2 separate regions of the Mus musculus genome follow, and region 1 is linked to region 2. A link is a contact called in public Hi-C data. All regions are on one chromosome and are shown on one strand. The core of a region is the stretch at or near the end of the contact, and the rest is flanking DNA. Distances in the headings are between cores, read along the strand shown. Region 1 has its middle 36 kb from the start of Pde2a. Region 2 has its middle 47 kb from the start of Fchsd2.

Region 1 (4,164 bases), core at 1,333-3,832, 350 kb before region 2:
GGCCAGAAGGTCCGACTCCTCATTACACTGGTGGGCAAACAGGCCAGGGGCATATCCAGGACCAAAGGATATAAAGAGTAGATAGAGCTGGACCACAGATCAGAGACTCCTGGTCATTGTGTCCCAAGTTATTTTCTCCTCTTCATACTCTCTGCCTCTCCTCTGGTAAGGACGGAGGCTCAGCAAAGGAGGCTGTGGATAGAGCTTTAGCACTTGGACCCCCTCCCCACAACAAGAATGCAGCATTTTACTAGGGTGGGTCAGAGCAGAGGCGATCCCTGAGTTCCTCTTCTAAGAAAGGTTTTGCTGTCCTCATCTCCCTCCAACCTGGCACACCAGGACCCCCCTTTCCCGGAGTCCCCCAGCCTCCCACTCAGTCCTGCTTTACCTCTTCTGTGCAACTCCCCACACCTGAGGAGGGAGGGAGGGGGCGTGACTCAGTGGGATAAAGGCAGCTGTTATATTTGAGTGATTACATAAGCCAGGAGGAAGGCAGCTGCAACGTGACTGCACAGAGGCCAGGAGACAAGTCAAGTCTGGGTTGCAAGGCGGGGGTCTCCTCCTGGACTCTGCACACTCTAATCTAGGGCAGAGACAAGTCTTTACAGGACCAGAAAGCAACCATTGTGCACAGGTTGCAAAGTCCTCCCTATGTCTAGGCACTTAAGGAAGGGTCTACCCCACCCCACCCCACCCCACCCCCCAAAACTAGCTCTCAGGTTTCTAGACAACCTAAGGCCAGATTCTGATGAAGCTGTAGAACCTGCCAGGGACTCCTCTTCAGCAAGGAAGACACAAATGAGAAAAGGGTACCTGCCAGGACGGGTTGTCCCAAGCCTATCTGTCCTTGGTAGGCCACTCTCTGGCCACCCTGGGTCTCCCAAGGGTGAAGTGAGAGAACACACGAAGCCTTGGCACAGCAGGTATTCCATATCCTCACTGGCAAGGCAAAGGGCTAGTTGGGGGTTTCACAGGGAGTCCAAACTCACATTGAGCTGACTTCTCTGCCCTGAGTAAACTGACATGGGTGGCCAACTATGAAGTCTGTGGGGCCCTAGGCAAGCCCCTGAGCTCTGTTGGTGTTTGCAGTATCTTTCCTGCAGTGTCCAGGGAGCATCAGAGCCTTCGTTCGAGTCCTGCAGCCCACAGTGCAGTGAGTCAAGGAGGGGTAGGACTAGAACAGGTTGCAGGCAGATGCGGTGACCAGCACTGGGCACCAGCACAAGGCCCACAGCCATCAGGCCCATGGGGTTCCTCCTACGCACCCCCCCAAACCCCGGAGGAGGAAGGCTGTGCCCACCCAGACTGTGTTGCCATGACGCTCACTGGTCTCCATGGTTCCAGGCACACAGCCCTCCCCTCATCAAGAGGAGGGCTGAAGGTGACAGGAGCTGAGGAGATGTGGGTTCCTGGCACCCCCTCCTAGTCTATCTCTCTGCCTGGATCCTTGGGGTTCCTCGACTTGAACCTCCGGGAGACAAAGCAGAGAAGAATGACAGTTTCCACTTCAGAGTCAAAAGAGTGACAAAGAGGGGACTTATGCATAGAAGACAGTCAAGATTGCAGGGGAGTGGCAGAGGGGGGAGGGAGGGCGGAATGGCAAGAGGGAGGGCACACTCAAGTCACCAGGCAGAGTGCCTCCCAGCTGATAAGGAGTGGGAGGTACAGTCCTCAGGCCCAGCTCTTTGGTCTGTGGGTGGGGGTGGGCGGACAGAACAGAGGAGGAGGAGGTGGGGGAGGGGCAGCAGCAGGAGGGAGAACAATTTTCCTAGAGAGCTCTTTGTGTGTGGATGTCCCTCCTCCACGTGCTCTGTGTGTGTGTGTGTGTGTGTGTGTGTGTGATGCACTTGAGTTATGGCAGTGCAAGCTGAGGTGTGCAGGCACGTGTGTGCAGAGCATGAGTGTGTGCCTGTGGCCTGTGTCACTGTGTCTCCAGGGTGATAAATACAGCAGTAGGAGCTGTAACCAGGGCAGAGGAAGTGTGGAAATTTCCACAGGCTGAAAGTAGCATAGAGGAGGGCACATGCCAGGGCCAGTGAGCTCTTCAAGGAGCCATCCCCCTGGTTGGTTAGCTGGGTACAAATCCTCCCCATGTTTTCATAGAACATGGACACTGGGAACAAGAATCCAAAGGCATTCCCTGACAGGAGAGGCAGGGAGATTCTGACCAGCTCTGTGTGGGTGTGGGTGCGCACGTGCATGCATGTGTGTCAGTGAGACAGAAACAGTCACACAGTCTGAGAGTAGGATCTGGGTCATTCAGGTCACTAAGTACTTAAGTAGTAGAAAAGATGCTGTTTTCTGGTAGGGACAAGATCCTAAAGGGCCCATTAGACAGGGATGTAGTCGTGTCTCCTAGGTAGCCAGTAGAGCTAAGACCTGACAGCTAGGGTGTGGAGGGGAGGCCTTAGGGTGTCTGGTGCTGAGGGTGTGAGGCCCTGGGGTTGCATGGGTGTTAAGATCCAGCTACAACAGGTCCTTACTTCAGGCCATCTACATTTGTCTGTCTCTCTTCAGCATCCCCTACCCTCCAGGCTTCAGGACATGAGCCCTTCATGAATCCCTCTGAGCAGCATCCTCTCTCCTCAAGGGTTTCCTCCTCCCCCACACCACTTACTCATCTGCCCCACGTGTGCGGCAAAAGCTCTGCACACAGCAGGTATTCAACAAGTGCTTGGTGAGTGAGGGCTGAACACAGGAAGTAGTCACTAAGTGCTGGCTGAACCTCTCAAGCTCTTCTCCTGTATGTCACAAAGATGTCACTGCGGATATATCTAGGAAGACTAGCAAGGGGCACGGCTGGCACTTCACACTTACCTGCGCCTGCTCATTCAGTGTTCCCAGGAGGCTATCGGGATGCAGCTTAGCTCCAAAGGACAGAGAGCACACAGACGATCAGAGATCTAAGTAACTGTCAAAGCCACGTGGACTATAAAGGATATCTGCCTACCCATCTATGCTTTCCAAAACAGAACTGTGGGCAGGCAGCAATAAGAGCCAGGGGGTAGGAAAGAGGTTCCATGCCCCCTCCAGCCCCAGGGTTAGTACGGAGGTAGCAGGGTCCAGCTTTACCCCCACCTGTCTCACTACAGCCTGTGTACCCAGAGCTCCCTGGAGCCAAGGGTTCCTGGGTCCTCACTGCTGGATATCATGCAGAGTGGGAGGGTTGAAATGAAGGAGCCAGAAGAGAGAAAGGCAGATACCCCAGCCCTCTTCTGCCCCATATCCTACCCTGCCCACTTTTCCCCAACACTCCACCAGCAATGCTCGGTGCCCAGGCTGTGCCCTACTACAGCCTTTTCTCTCAGAGTTCCCTCCCTATTCTCCTCCCCAACATCCAATCCCACCCCCAACCACACTCCTCCAGGAAGTCCTTCCTCCTTCAGGCTCCCACCCCTAACTCTGGGCTCCTCCCATCCCAAGCAACCTAAAGTACCAAGTGCATCCCTCCCTTCTGGCACTGGCTCCAGTATTAGGAATCCTTGAGACAACAGAACCTTCTGCTCTGCCCCCCCCCCCCAACACTGTAGTCACAGGTATTTTTCACGAAGGTTGAGTCTCAATCCTGCAGGGATGTGACCTCACGCCAAGGGAAAGCACTCTACAGTGTCACATAGTGCTGGCTACGGGGAGCGCTCACAAAAGGGGAGAACAGGCTAAGAGCAGGAGGAAAGCTGAGGAGACTCTAATGTCAGGCAGGGAAAGCTGAGAGCAGAGGCTCAGGCTTAGGTTTGCATTCTGTAGGCATTGGGCGAAGGGCTCCTCTCATGTCCTAGAGCCCAGGAGATCAAAGCAAAGCACCTCTACTGTGCTGTCTTACAACACATCACTAGTTGCTGGCCAGAGGCAGGGCTGAGTGGTCCAGCTGGCAGAAGAACAAAGCCAGATCCAGGAATATCACTGGGAGGGGAAGGAGAGGAGGGAGGGAGGAAGTGTTGCAGGTGTAGGGAGGGTTAGGAGGTGTTACACAGACCCTGCTCAAAATTTGCAACTATGAGTGGTCCATGACTGCCCCCTAGTGGCCAAATGCAGCTCCCCTCTGGCTAATCCCTAAACCAGAGTAATGACAGTGCCAGACCAGCAGAGGGCACCTCTAGTTGTACCCTCTTCCTTGGTCTCTGGGGTTGGTGGACAGTAGATCAAGTTCAGGGAGGAAGCAGCTCT
Region 2 (3,593 bases), core at 365-2,864:
TCAACCCTTTTAAAACTTGATCCAAGTGCAACATCTCGTATTTCTCCTTTAATTTCCTTGTTCTAAATAGTAGCAATTTGTGTGGGGCGTGGTGGCTCATACCTTCAATACCAGCACTTGGGAGGTCAGCACATAAGCATGAAAACTGTCACGAGTTTGAAGCCAGGCTGTGTTACATAATAAGTTCCAACAAACGTGAGACATCTGCAAGGCTGTTATCAGCTTATCGGCAATTCCTTCAAGTATGATCTCTTTCTATGCTTAAGGAAGTGCGTGTGCGTGTGCGTGTGCATGTGTGTGTGTGTGTGATTGTTGTTTTGGGTTTTTGAAACAAGGTTTCTTTTTTGTGTATCCCCGGTGTCCTAGTACTTGTTCTGTAGACCAGGCTGACCCGGAACTCAAAAAATCTGCGTGCCTCTGCCTCCTGAGTGCTGGACTTAAAGGCACAGGCCACCATTGCCTACTTAAGGCAGTTTTGTTTGTTTACATTTTGTTTCTGAGACCATTATAGCCAACATTAAAAGGTGCTGGTTAAAGAGCTTTGTGCTAGCTCATCCCTCTGTCAGCTGAGCTGCAACTCCAGACCTCCTTTGTGATTAAATCAGTGATGGCTGATATGAAGGAGCCTGTGGGACCCTGGCAATTTTAGGGTCCCCAGCAACAACTCAGAGGCTTACAAGGGCAGGACCTTTGTCCTGAAGCATGATTAGTTCAAGGTTCAGAGAAGGGAATTGTTGGGTACAGTCCACAGGGTGCTCTGGAGGACTTCCTGTCCGCTGCTTCAGAGGAGATTCAGAGCCCAGGGCCTGATCTCTGACAGTACCATCAGGCTGCCACAAGCCGTCTGGCCTGGCTTGGGTGGGTGTTTTCCTGAGACAGAGGCTAGGCCAGACACTTCAAATACCCTCTCAGCATCTCTGTCCCTCAGATGTGAATTACCAACTCTCTTGGCAGAGGGGGAAACTGAGGCTTCCTGGGGTAGAGAAGCTAAGCCTTGAAGATGGACTCTGGGCTTTTTTTTTTTTTTTTTTTTTTTTTTTGGTTTTTGGTTTTTGGTTTTGGGAAACAGGGTTTCTCTGTGTAGCCTGGCTGTCCTGGAACTCACTCTGTAGACCAGGCTAGCCTCAAACTCAGAAATTCGCCTGCCTCTGCCTCCCAAATGCTGGGATTAAAGGCATGTGCCACCATGCCCGGCTAGAATCCAGGCATAATTAACAAAGTCACCACAGGCTGGACACCGTGGTCTGCTCTGAGCTCCCTTAGGTGGCCTGAAGGAGAAACCTCCCAGGGCTGGATGCCTTTCTGGTTGTGAAGATGGGCCTTCAAAGCTTATGTGAAGTTTTTTAGCCAGGAGGATTCCAGGAAGGCTGACAGAGGAGAGTAAGCCATTGGACACCGGCCTGTGTGCTTCACACCCTCTGGACTTGAAGCAAAGTTCTGGCTCCTGTCTGGGCCCAGGGCGGGTTGTTTAGGAGCTGGGTCTGGCTGCAGATCAGAAAACAGGGCCCACCCTGCCCTAGAAGCTGGGCCTGCGGGTGAGTCCAAGCTAAACCACCACACAAGGGTCCATTGTGGTCTCTCCACCCGGCCCTGGGTTCTGCCAGCCCTTCCGGCTCCCGGAAAATGTTTTCCTTCTGGCAACTCCAGGGCAGCCTGCCCTTAGCCAAGATGCTGACTGGCCACACCTCTTGCCTTTCTCAATCAGCAGAGATTCTGGGGACTGGTAGCCCAGAGTGCTGGGGCTAGTCTGCGTGTCACACACAGGGTCCCTAAAGCTTGGGGAAATGAGCACACCAGGGCTAGATTCAGAATCAGAACCTTGTACTTCGTAGCCATGTTTTCCAACAAGGAGGGAGGTAAGAGGGTTTGTACCAGATAGGGGAGTAGCGTCTCCTCAGAAAGACTTAGGTGGCATTCTGAAAGAAATAACGATATTCATGCCATTTTCTGGGAAAGTTAGGTCCCCCAGGAAACAGCTGGGATAGCCTGCGGGTTACCCACTTCTTCTGGCATCCAGCCTTGAAATGCTGAAATGTAAAACCAGGCGCCGAGTTCTGGTAGGATGGTTCAGTGGATAACGCTACTTGCTGCAAAGCCAACCAACCTGAGTTTGCTCCTCAGGACCCGAAGGATGGAAGAAGAACCAACTCCTGAAAGTTGTCATTTGGCGGGTGGAGTGGGGTTGGGGAAGTGGGAGGTGGAGAGAGAGAGAGAGAGAGAGAGAGAGAGAATGAGAATAAACCAGGCATGGATGCGTTGCGTGGGATGATGTTTCATGGGGTGATGTTGCGAGGACAAGCAGGATTGGAATTTGAGGTTTCATCGCTGGCTGCCGGGACCAGAGGCTCCGGGTTCTGGGTTTCCTCGACTCTTTCACGGGCAGACAGCGCCACCTGGGGTCCAATCCATGGGACTTGAATCCCTCTGGAGATCCCACTCAGAACTCTCTGGGGATAGAAGGAATGAGCTGGGCACTGGGGATAAAAATGCTAAGATGGGTCACCAGCAGCTCTACTGGAGTCACCCACGGAAGTTCGGCCAGGGTTCCCGCTCTTGCCGCGTCTGCTCTAACCGCCACGGTCTGATCCGCAAATACGGGCTGAACTTGTGCCGCCAGTGCTTCCGGCAGTACGCGAATGACTAAGGACTAAGTTGGACTAAGCGACCTTGAATGGATTGTTCGACTGATTACCAAGCAGAACCAATCATGCTAGTCTTTGTGCACAAAGAATAAAAATGTGAAGAACTTAAAAAAAAAAAAAAAAGCTATTCCATGCAGGCAGGCCGGAGGCGCAATAGTAGAGGCCGCAGGCACAATAGTAGAGGACCACTCTACTGGATGAGAATCAGGGATGCTTTGATGGGGACCTGCAGGGTAGAGGTCACGGATTTGGAGTTAAACCTTTGTCTTGCAAGAGTGAATGGTACTCAGTTCAGGAACAGGCTGTGAAACCCATGGAGAGCTTGGTGCGTTGGCAAATGCTGGTAACAGCATTAGGCAAGTAGAGGAAGGAGGATAAGGAGGCCAAGTTTGTAACAAGCTATGTTGGAAGTTCGAGGTCAGCCTGAGCCGCGTGAGACTCCGTTGGTGACTCCGTGTGTGAGAACACTGGACAAGCATGAAGACCTAGGTTCAGATTCCATCACTAAGTTTTTTTGGTTTTGTTTTTAACATAGGTCTCTGTTGCTATGATGAAATACCACGACTTGGGAAGGAAAGGGTTTCTTTTTTTTTACAGCTTACAGCACTTCATTGGAAGGAAGTTGGGGCAGGAACTAAAGCAGAAACCACAAAGAAATGTTGTTTCCTGGCTTGCTCGGCAGGGGCTTGCTCGCTGCTTTCTTATACCACCAATGCCCGTTTGCCCAGGAATGGCCCTGCCCCATTGGGCTGGGTCATCCCATGTCAATCATTAATTGCCTACAGACAATAGGATGGAGGTATTTTACCAACTAAGATTCCTCTTCCCAGATAACTCCAGCTTGTGTCAAGTTGATAAAAACCCCTCAAGCTGGAGTTATCTATATCTAGCCTATAACCCTAGCTTCTGGGAGGTAGAAGCAAAAGGATCCCTGGGGCTTGCCCATCAGTG

Evidence for each region. A called contact is a pair of places that touch in the nucleus more often than the background predicts.
Region 1: a Hi-C map of cerebral cortex shows a contact between it and region 2, with 12 times the contacts expected there. The contact joins two enhancer-like sites. A contact is called at or near these places in 15 of 39 promoter capture datasets (3T3-L1-derived adipocytes, the C10 cell line, cranial neural crest and 9 more), 4 of 15 datasets of contacts at CTCF or cohesin (embryonic stem cells, hippocampal excitatory neurons, large pre-B cells and 1 more), 41 of 484 Hi-C or Micro-C datasets (CD4 T cells, ECoMG-derived neutrophils, the G1E-ER4 cell line and 20 more), 10 of 115 datasets of contacts at active chromatin or transcription factors (acute myeloid leukemia, embryonic basal ganglia, embryonic stem cells and 5 more) and 3 of 9 other capture datasets (embryonic stem cells, liver and pancreatic islet).

Annotation. Positions count from the first base shown.
Region 1 is chr7:101,412,864-101,417,027 of GRCm38.p6, reverse strand. No RefSeq gene overlaps it. Among named protein-coding and RNA genes, the nearest start is that of Pde2a, 36 kb to the left of the region's middle. Within about 2 kb of position 2,582, at least 56 of the 459 cell types and tissues checked have an H3K27ac peak or open chromatin away from gene starts, as enhancers often do. A contact at or near this core is called in the G1E-ER4 cell line, cerebral cortex and cortical neurons, where this site is marked.
Region 2 is chr7:101,060,377-101,063,969 of GRCm38.p6, reverse strand. It overlaps the pseudogene Gm5735. Among named protein-coding and RNA genes, the nearest start is that of Fchsd2, 47 kb to the left of the region's middle. Within about 2 kb of position 1,614, at least 81 of the 459 cell types and tissues checked have an H3K27ac peak or open chromatin away from gene starts, as enhancers often do. A contact at or near this core is called in the G1E-ER4 cell line, cerebral cortex and cortical neurons, where this site is marked.